Regions from separate parts of the Mus musculus genome. Here regions 1 and 3 are each linked to region 2. Evidence: chromatin contacts called from public Hi-C and targeted proximity ligation data. All regions are on one chromosome and are shown on one strand. The core of a region is the stretch at or near the end of the contact, and the rest is flanking DNA. Distances in the headings are between cores, read along the strand shown.

Region 1 (3,254 bases), core at 33-2,532, 220 kb after region 2:
GGGAGAACAAAGGCGGGCTCTCAGGCCTAGGGTGAGGTGCCAGTGTGGAGCCACCTGCCCTGCCCACGCTGGATTAGGTTAGGTCCTAGTCATCTGTTTCATGGCCCAGGCACACGAACCCACTGCATTCCAGCACCCACAGACATATTTCTTCGGGCTTTGGCGGTGTTGAGTCCTTTCGGCACTTCTGTCTCCTGCTCTTGCCAGCTGAGGATCCTCCCCAGAGGACCTTCCTCTGCTCCCTCCAAACCCTGCTGTGACCTCAAAGGGTGCTTAGTCTGTTGGCCTAGGTCTCTCATTGAGATGCTAAGTCTTCTACACACTGGGCGGCTATGAACAGCTTGGGCTTGGTACCTCAGTTTCTAGGGGCTCCCTGGGCCCCTTTGGACTTCCCACTGGGGGCTTGGACCTATCCTCTTCCCTCCTTCCCCTTCTCGACCAAGCCCTCCCCCCCCCCACGTCACCCACACCCCTGCCAGTCTTCATGGGCACTGGAGAGCCCAGCACACCAGAGGCGGCTTCTAGGTTCCACTTGGAAGGACAGCCTGAATGCAGGAAGGTCTCTGTGTTAGCTAATTTTGGTTGTCAACTTGACATATTTGGGAAAGGGACCCTCAACTGAGAAACAGATGCTATCAGGTTGGACTGTGAACATGTGAAGCACTGTCTTACCCAGTAATTGATGTGGGAGAACCCAGACCACGATGGGCAGGGCCATCTCTATGCAGGTGGGCCTGGGCCGGAGCAAGCCAAGGAGAGCAAGGCATTATGCAGCGGTCCTCTGCTGCTTTTAGTTCCTGCCTTGGATTCACCTGATGGTTGACTGTAGCCAGTAAGTAAATAAATCCTTCCCCAAGTTGGAGTCTGTCAGTGCTTTGTCACAGCAGCAGAAACTTCTAGAACAGTCTCTGAGCCCATCCTGGGGCCCCGGGGAATCTGCTGGGGCCCTGTGATTGCTATCTCTGGTTCTGTATTCTGGGAGCTGAGACTCCAGGCTAGTTTCTGGGGATCATTGTGCCAAGATCCTCCGCTTACTGCTGGGCAGACAGAGGGGTTGCATGCGTGATTCTGTAGTCTCCTGCTGTTCCGTGGCAAGACCCGTGGCTTTAAGCTGGTGGCCAGCTCGAGGGCTGAAAGCACCACCCTCACTTCACCCCCAGCCCCTCCTATTTTTCATACATAGGGCAGCTGGAATCAGGCTTAGCTCTGGGCTCTGTGTAATTCCCAGGTGGAGCTGAAGTTCCCACGATGTTACAGGGTCCTGAGCTAGGCTACATGCGCCCCCTGGTGGCAACGGCTCTCACATCCATGGTATTTTTTCAGTCTTGGCCATGTGATAAGCCAGCAAATAATTTGAATAGAATTCAAAGAACTATGTGCATGGGTGTGCTTGTAGTGTAAAGTGTAAGCCCATGGTGTGTATGTGATGTGTGTGGGGGCCTTTTGCAGTATGTGGGTAGTATGTGTGCAGTGTTATATCCTGTCTGGTCCATGTGTTGTATATGGTGTGGTTCTATATAGAAGGTTTCTACATATCCTGTGCTATACAAATGATGTTTTGTGGTATGTGATCTGCATTTATATGTAATCCCTGTATGAATATTGTGTGTATGATGTACAAAGGTGTGTACGTGTGTTATGCATGCTTTGCAAAATATGTTGTATGTGGTGTGCCTGTATGTTCATGAGTGTTGCTTCTGAACATGGTATAATGGTGTGTTTGTGTTTGTGAGAGAGAAACAAAGTATGAGTGTGTGTGTTTGTTTAATGTGGTATGTGGTGTGCATGTGTGTATGGTGTATGTGTGAATGGTGTGTGTGTGTGTAGGAGGGTGGAATGTGTGTGTTAGGATAAACTGAGGGCTTCAAGCCTCCCTAGGGTAACTCAATTGGGGAACTAAACTCATATCATCTGTAAGAGCAGTGTGTACACCATTAACCACTGAGCCATTCCTCTAGTCCCCACAACCGCTTGGTGGGTTTTTAAATTATCAGCTCCATCATTAGAGTCTTGAATCATGGCTGGGCACACGGTCCAGCAGCCATTCCATCACCTCAGAGATAGAAAAACACTCCACCAGTCCAACAGACTTGTGCTCTGCAGCTACATATCTGTGGCCTTGCCACAGGGGAGGGTGACATGGTTGCAAAGAGAAGTCCATTTGGTTGTCATGGTTGCAAAGAGAAGTCCATTTGGTTGCCACAGAGGAGCATCTCCCCAAACTCCTCCATCTTGCTAGGTTCACCTTGGCAGATAAATCAATGAAAGCCTGTCCCACCAGGCAGCCTGTGGGGATGGTGAGTCAGCATGGTACAGTCGAGATGCCTCTGCCCTGCGGTTCTGATTTTTTGTCTTCCTTCCTTCCTTCCTTCCTTCCTTCCTTCCTTCCTTCCTCTCTCTCTGTCTCTCTCTCTCTGTCTCTCTCTTTCTCTCTCTCTGTCTCTCTCTCTCTCTCTTTCTTTCTTTCTTTCTTTCTTTCTTTCTTTGTGTTTGTTTGTTTGTTTGGTTGGTTGGTTGGTTGGTTGGTTTTCGAGACAGGGTTTCTCTGTGTAGCCCTGGCTGTCCTGAAACTCACTTTGTAGATGAGGCTGGCCTCAAACTCAGAAATCCACCTGCCTCTGCCTCCCGAGTCCTCCACCACACCCGGCTCTCTATTTTAATTAATTAATTAATTTTTTTTTTTTGGCATCCTCCCTTGGGATGTCCAGGCACTGATGCATACCAAGCGGGGAAGGATGGAGCAGGGCTGAGTTCTGAGGTCCACATCTTCCCTTGGAGTGTCCAGGCCCTGATGCAGGGATGGATGAAGGGAAGCCGAGAACAGATGGGGGGGTGGATCAGCAGGATCCCTGTCTAGGCACTGAGTGCTGCAGGGAGGAGATCTCTGAGGATCTCAGAGCTACAGTTCTTCAATGCTACAGATGTTTTAGAAAACAGCTCTCTTAAACAATAGTTAACGAAACAGCTTGTGCACATACACTTCATATATATATGTGTGTGTGTGTGTGTGTGTGTGTGTGTGTGTGTGTGTGTGCGCGCGCGCATGCATGTATGTGTGTGTGTGTGCGCGCACGTGCGTGTATGTGTATGTATATGTATGTATCCTTGACACAGGATGGGGTTATCACAGGGAAAGGAGCTTCAGTTGGGGAAGTGCCTCCATGAGATCCAGCTGTGGGGTATTTTCTCAACTAGTGATCAAGGGGGAAAGGCCCCTTGTGGGTGGGGCCATCTCTGGGCTGGTAGTCTTGGTT
Region 2 (3,053 bases), core at 330-2,829:
GTAACAAGGCAGGAATTTTTAATGGTGCTAGGGGAGAAGCTCAGGAGAGTAACAATTTAAACAGAAATATTGTGGATTGCATGAATTTCCGGAGGGTTGACCCCGAGGATTTGAAGCAGTCTTTGGGTTTGGTTTTCAGTCCTGGAAAGGCTGATGCTGCACTGTTCCTTGAGAATTCTGACTTCACCATACAGAGTCTCTCTTTCTTCAATCGATCCAGAACAAAACCCAGAACATAGACAATGGGGTTGGATGTACATGTGGACCGGAGATGACACAAAGACCGAGACTCTATGTTCAGCCCTGTGACTTCCATCAGGAGCATCTGCCTGATGGTCTCTGAGCCTCTGGCTTCCTTCCCTTTGCTACCTTGCCTGCTTAAGTGGATGCAATCAGCTTCACTCATTCTGTGGTCCATTTTGTGACTCAGTTTTCCTCTGAGCATAGCTGTTCATTTGCTGTTGTGTTATCAAGGGTGACTTCCAGCTCAGGTCTCATTCAGTGCCCAGCCTTCCCACTCTAGCCTGTGTCAGTGCCTTGCAGACACTTAAGTGGGGCTACTCACTGGGCTCTATGCTCCATGAGGTTAGGAAACTATGACTCTGGGTTGTTGTGGGGGCCTTGCTGCTTGTCCCAAGGCTGGGTCACAGATGCTTAAGTTAATAGAATACTATGCCACATGGTGGTGACATAAAGATCAGGGAAACTCTTTGCTAGGACTTCATAGGTGAAGTGACAGGCAACATGAAAACTGGAGCAGGAAGAATGAGAATGTTTCTTCTTCATGGAGGCTTCTGGGCAGCAGAGACACTGGGGTCATTCATCCTCTGCAATACACAGCCTGTGCCATGAAAAGGATCTAGAATCTAGCTACCTGCCCACAGCCCCATACATCACCTAACACATCAGACACTGCTTAGTAACTTCCATCCCAGTTGTCAGCAAGTTCTTCACTCAAGGCTCACAATTAGTGAATGCAAGAGCCTGTTGGGGGCCTGCTCAGCAGAACAAGTCTCCAAGCATTTGATGGTCATTTGCCTGCTCATAAAAAGGAGGGGCATGGGCTCTGAGCCACTGCAACCCATACCTTCTATTTAGAAACAGGAAAAAGCCTGGTGGTGGTGTCAGAAGCAGCAGCTGCTGGACACGCCTATGATGGCTATGGGTTGGAGCCTGCCTGGTCTACAGAGCAAGTCCCAGGACAACCAAAGCTACACAGAGAAACTCTGTCTCAAAAAGAAACAAAAACAAAAACAAAACATAAAGCAAAACAGAACAAAACCCAGGAAAGGGCCAAAAATTTTACCTACTTCCCTGGCTTTCTGAATGGCAAGCACAAGTCACCCATGGTCCCTGCCCCTCTGCCCTCTTAGTCCTCCAGCACCATGGTCCCTTCCCAACCACAGAGTCCTCCCTCTCCAACTGCTATACAAATCTGGCTAAGTCTTACTCAATAAACATGTTGGCCCTGAGGAAGTAAGAACCAAAACCCACTGCCCTCCTCCCTTTTCAAGATGCCAGCTGGGAGGAGCTAAGAAAAAGTAAAGTACTTATTTCAGTCCACTTCTGACAGACCTTACCACTGTTCCTGAAACCTGGTCAGAGAGGAAGTAAGGACTGGTGTCAGGAGGGAGCTGCTAGGTGACAAAGGGAAGAGCCCTCTGGATAGGGCTGGGGTTGGGAGTGTGGAATTAGGAGGAAAAGCTGGGTGGGTGGTGGATGAGAGAAGTAGACAGACATGTATTCCTTGGGGAAAGCTGTGTGGAGGGTTGGAGGGAGGGAAGATCGGATGCCTGAGCCGTGTGAGAGCCCAGGGATGTGATTGGGGTCTATTAACTGGCTCCAAATTCCAAGGTTTTATCTGTGCAGCCCTTCTCTGAGGATGGACAGTACTCACGCTACAAAGTCCTGTTTGCTGATTCTTCTTGTGGCCCTACTGTGTGCAGGAAGAGGTGAGGTGGATAATGAGAGAAGGGCAGAAGGATACAATGGAGATGAAAAAGGGATTCAGGGTTGTGGGTACACCTGCACTTCCATTGTGTGCCCAGTACCTGAGGTGTGCTGGGATCATGGGATTGGGAATGGGCTTGTGTGGGTGAAGCCTCCTGTACTGGGATACTTTACTGGGTCTGTAAACCTGCCAGTGCCTGCCTTGCAACAAACAAAATATGCCAGAAAGACTCTTGGAACAAACTACCTATGCCATAAACCTTGGCCACCAGAGCAGCCTGTCCTTAGACTCTACCCTGCTGCCCTGGCCTCCCAGTCAGGACTCTGGCCTGTGTGCGCTCAAACTGGCAGAGGCTTCTTTTCCAAACCTGGCTGCAAAGTCAAGTGGTTTGCAATCCTTGATTCTTGGTTGGCATTTGCCTTTTTCTTATGCCCCAGCCCATTTTATATGAGAGCTGGGTGCTACTCTAAGAGGTCTCAGCTCTCAGATACCCCTAGACTTCTAGTTACATCTGTGTTGCAGGAAGCCTTATGGTGAGCCTCAGTTTGAGCTGCACCCTGGGAAGTTCAGTGCTCTGTCATGCTCCAATACATAGGGTCCACCTCTGCACGTGTAGGGTGGAACAGGTCAGAAAAGCCCTCCCCATCTGGTGGCCCCACTACCTACTTACACACCCACTCACTGTTCGGCAGACATTTGATATCTATGTCTTCCCAATATGGTGACTTTCTCTCTAATATCTCTTGGGGTGCACGTGTCTCCTATGGGAGTGGCTAGCTGAGACAGCAGTACCGAGCATATTTGAACAATGGTGGCTCTTGGTTCACTTTTGTTTTGGTGGAGGTGACTGAACAGTAATGTCCTTGCTTTGACCTAGTGGCCAGCAGCTGTGTGCAAATAAAGACATTGGAGAGGAGTGTCTGGGCTAGGAATTACATGTCCTAGCTCTCATGTATTTACTTCTCTCTCAGCTCAGGGACTGCAGTGCTACGAGTGCTATGGAGTGCCAATTGAGACTTCCTGCCCAGCAGTTACCTGCCGCGCCTCTGATGGATTCTGCATTGCTCAAAACATAGAATTGATTGAGGGTAAGTTCCCTGTG
Region 3 (3,343 bases), core at 419-2,918, 180 kb after region 2:
GGGAGGCAGAGGCAGGCCGATTTCTGAGTTCAAGGCCAGCCTGGTCTACAAAGTGAGTTCCAGGAAAGCCAGGGCTACACAGAGAAACCCTGTCTCAAAAAAAAAAAAAAAAAAGGGCTCATGCTGCAGCGTTGTTCAATCGTCTCTTTCTTTTCAATCCTCACTCCTGTGCTGGAGAACCCGTTGACTGACTGAGAGGGCTTGGTCACTTGATGACAAGGTTGTTACAGACAACCCAAAGCCAAGCCATGGGCACTCAGACACTGAAAAATATTCTAAGGAGATGGTCAGATCAAATCCCAGCCCCATCTTTATACAATGCATGGCACTATCTGTGGATACCCAAATAGTAAGTGGGGGAGGGCTACTGACTGGCGAGGCGAAGCAAGCAGGATCGGGGGTGTTGGAGTCGCAGTTTCACAAATCGGATTGACAGGGTGTGGTAGTTCACCCGGAAGGCTCCTCCGCGGGGACCTCAGCTGGCAGACTTAAGGTGAGAGGGGTGTATCCAGATCCGGTCCACCTTAACAGCCATAGGTGTGGTCAGGATGGCAGTGTGAGGCCCTTTCCTGCCAGGTTCCAGAGTCTTGTGGTTGTGTCTCTGAATCCAGACAGATTCTGGTTTCACCTGGTTCAAAGCAGTGGGGGTTAGGGAGAGGAACTGACTCATAAACCTGGCACACGGCAGGCCAGAGTTGCTTCTGGACCCTATGGAGGGCTTCCAAGGATTTAAAAAACTTATTTTGGTCATATTCTGCTAAGATATCAGACTGGAGGTTAGGCAGCAGGGGAGGGGTCTCCCATATAGGATCTAAAAAAAAAGAGGGGGACCTAAAATATAGGGGATGTTCCTAGCTCTATATAAGACAAGGAGAGACACTCAGTCAGCGCCAGTTTCAGGGGTTAATTTGGTCAAGGTCTCCTTCAGGGTCTGATTCATCCTCTTTACTTGCCCCGAATGCTGGAGTCTGGATGCACAATGCAATTTTCAACTGGTCCCCAGCACCTGTGCTAGAGCTTGTCAGACCCAAGCTGAGTAGGCAGGCCATACATACCTGGGTCTGAGGCCCTCCAGAAGCTGCTTTGCCAGGACATTGGGAGTCTCCTTCTTTGTAGGGTAGACTTCTACCCATCCTGAAACGGTATCTATAAAAATAACAAGCCGGGTGTGGCGGCGCACGCCTTTAATCCCAGCCCTCGGGAGGCAGAGGCAGGCGGATTTCTGAGTTCAAGGCCAGCCTGGTCTACAAAGTGAGTTCCAGGACAGCCAGGGCTATACAGGGGGTGAGCACCCCCTTTTGCTATCCCCTTTCTCTGAGGGTGTTGGATCTCCAGAGGCCCAGGTGTAGAGAACTCGACCCCCAGAAACTCCGCTTGATGACAGGTCACTGTAATGACAAGAGGTTTTATTACGACGACTCGCGTAGGGTTGCTCAGCCTCGCAGGGAGAGTCAACCCCGATTTGTAAAAAGTACACCTCTTTGATACTCTTTTAAGGGGGGTCATGCAGTTATTTTATTATTGCTTAGCAAAGCAGCGGCACATTTTTAATTTGGCAGAAAACTCTGTCAGCAAGATCTAAGCAGTTTGTGGTTTTCAGACTGAGGCGGGTAGGGGAGTTTTCTCAAGGACTGTTATTTCTGGCAGCTGTAGTCATCATAACCTTGAAAGACCCCACCATAAGGCTTAGCAAGCTAGCTGCAGTAACGCCATTTTGCAAGGCATGAAAAAGTACCAGAGCTGAGTTCTCAAAAGTTACAAGGAAGTTTAGTTAAAGAATAAGGCTGAATAATACCGGGACAGGGGCCAAACAGGATATCTGTGGTCAAGCACCTGGGCCCCGGCTCAGGGCCAAGAACAGATGGTACTCAGATAAAGCGAAACCAGCAACAGTTTCTGGAAAGTCCCACCTCAGTTTCAGGTTCCCCAAATGACCGGGAAATACCCCAAGCCTTATTTAAACTAACCAATCAGCTCGCTTCTCGCTTCTGTACCCGCGCTTTTTGCCCCCCAGCCCTAGCCCTATAAAAAGGATAAAAACTCCACACCCGGCGCGCCAGTCATCCGATAGACTGAGTCGCCCGGGTACCCGTGTTCCCAATAAAGCCTTTTGCTGTTTGCATCCGAATCGTGGTCTCGCTGATCCTTGGGAGGGTCTCCTCAGAGTGATTGACCACCCAGCTTGGGGGTCTTTCAACCTTTAGTCAGTCCCTGTAGATAGGGAAGGGGTTGGGTCTTGAATTTGTTTACACTGGCAGGGAAAAGGAAAATTCTTTTTTTTTTTTTGGTTTTATGGTTTTTTTTGTTTTTTTGTTTTTAGAGACAGGGTTTTTCTGTATAGATCTGGCTGTCCTGGAACTCACTCTGTAGACCAGGCTGGCCTTGAACTCAGAAATCCACCTACCTCTGCCTCCCGAGTGCTGGGATTAAAGGCATGTGCCACCACCCCTAACAGGGAAAATTCTTTAAGCAGCAGGAGACAGCAGGAGATGGGGAGAAGCACTGCAAACAGCTTGCAGCAGGAGACAAGGGGAAGCAAGCTCTGCAAATAGCTTTGGTGAAATAGCCAAGCTGAAAACTGTATTTCTTCAAGGGCTAAGGCTGACCACTCCAATAAGGCTCTTCTTAGGGTCTTAAAAGCTATGTCCAGCCTGGCAGTGGTGGCGCATGCCTTTAATCCCAGCACTTAGGAGGCAGAGACAGTCGAATTTCTGAGTTTGAGGCCAGCCTGGTCTACAGAGTGAGTTCCAGGACAGCCAGGACTGCACAGAGAAACCCTGTCTCGAAAAACCAAAAACCAAACCAAAACAAACCAAAACAAAACAACAACAACAAAAAAAAACATGTCCATCTCAGAGATCTATTTTATTTTGTCTTCTTGGCCTCTGGGGGCCTCATCTAATGGTTTAGCTATCTCAGTGTCTGGTACCCAAAGACTACAGAACCTGGCAGATTCCAGAAATTCCCATACTTGCCTTCAGGTTGATGGAGCTGGGATGCTAAGGACGGTTTGCTTCCAGGCGACCGACAGCATGCATTGGCCAGCCCCTCCCCCCTTGAATATGTACCCCAGGTAGGTGACCTCAAGTTGACAAATCTGGACCTTCTTAGCAGACACTCAGTAGCCAAGTTGACTCAGTTCTCATGTGGCCTTCCTGGAAGGTCTCCAAGTTGGGGTTGGAGGCACAATACATACTGGAGTACAGTCCTTACGCAGTGCCTCAAAGGTGGTGGGTGAGTTTTTGAATCCTTGAGGCAGGTGTGTCAGTTGTCCCTTAAAACCCCTCTGCAAGTCTTGCCATTCAAACCGCAAATAGAAACTGGCTTTGAGTGCCAGAGGCAG

Evidence for each region. A called contact is a pair of places that touch in the nucleus more often than the background predicts.
Region 1: a contact with region 2 is called in a Hi-C map of B cells, with 4 times the contacts expected there. A contact is called at or near these places in 7 of 484 Hi-C or Micro-C datasets (B cells, CD8 T cells, LSK cells and 3 more), 7 of 130 datasets of targeted methods (CD8 T cells, T-cell acute lymphoblastic leukemia, acute myeloid leukemia and 3 more) and 3 of 9 other capture datasets (adipose tissue, liver and macrophages).
Region 3: a contact with region 2 is called in a targeted proximity ligation map of CD8 T cells, with 7 read pairs. A contact is called at or near these places in 3 of 484 Hi-C or Micro-C datasets (CD4 T cells, Th17 cells and granulocyte-monocyte progenitors), 14 of 130 datasets of targeted methods (CD8 T cells, the HPC-7 cell line, acute myeloid leukemia and 8 more) and 1 of 9 other capture datasets (liver).

Annotation. Positions count from the first base shown.
Region 1 is chr15:74,894,534-74,897,787 of GRCm38.p6, reverse strand. No RefSeq gene overlaps it. Among named protein-coding and RNA genes, the nearest start is that of Ly6m, 14 kb to the right of the region's middle.
Region 2 is chr15:75,110,497-75,113,549 of GRCm38.p6, reverse strand. Ly6c2 (lymphocyte antigen 6 complex, locus C2) reads left to right here and starts at 1,579. Exons shown (of 4, transcript NM_001099217.2): 1 at 1,579-1,610; 2 at 1,870-1,952; 3 at 2,923-3,039. The coding sequence starts at 1,883.
Region 3 is chr15:74,932,571-74,935,913 of GRCm38.p6, reverse strand. Gm39556 (a long non-coding RNA gene) reads right to left here. Exons shown (of 5, transcript XR_003951655.1): 4 at 1,056-1,388; 5 at 472-628. Among named protein-coding and RNA genes, the nearest start is that of Gm39556, 7.8 kb to the right of the region's middle.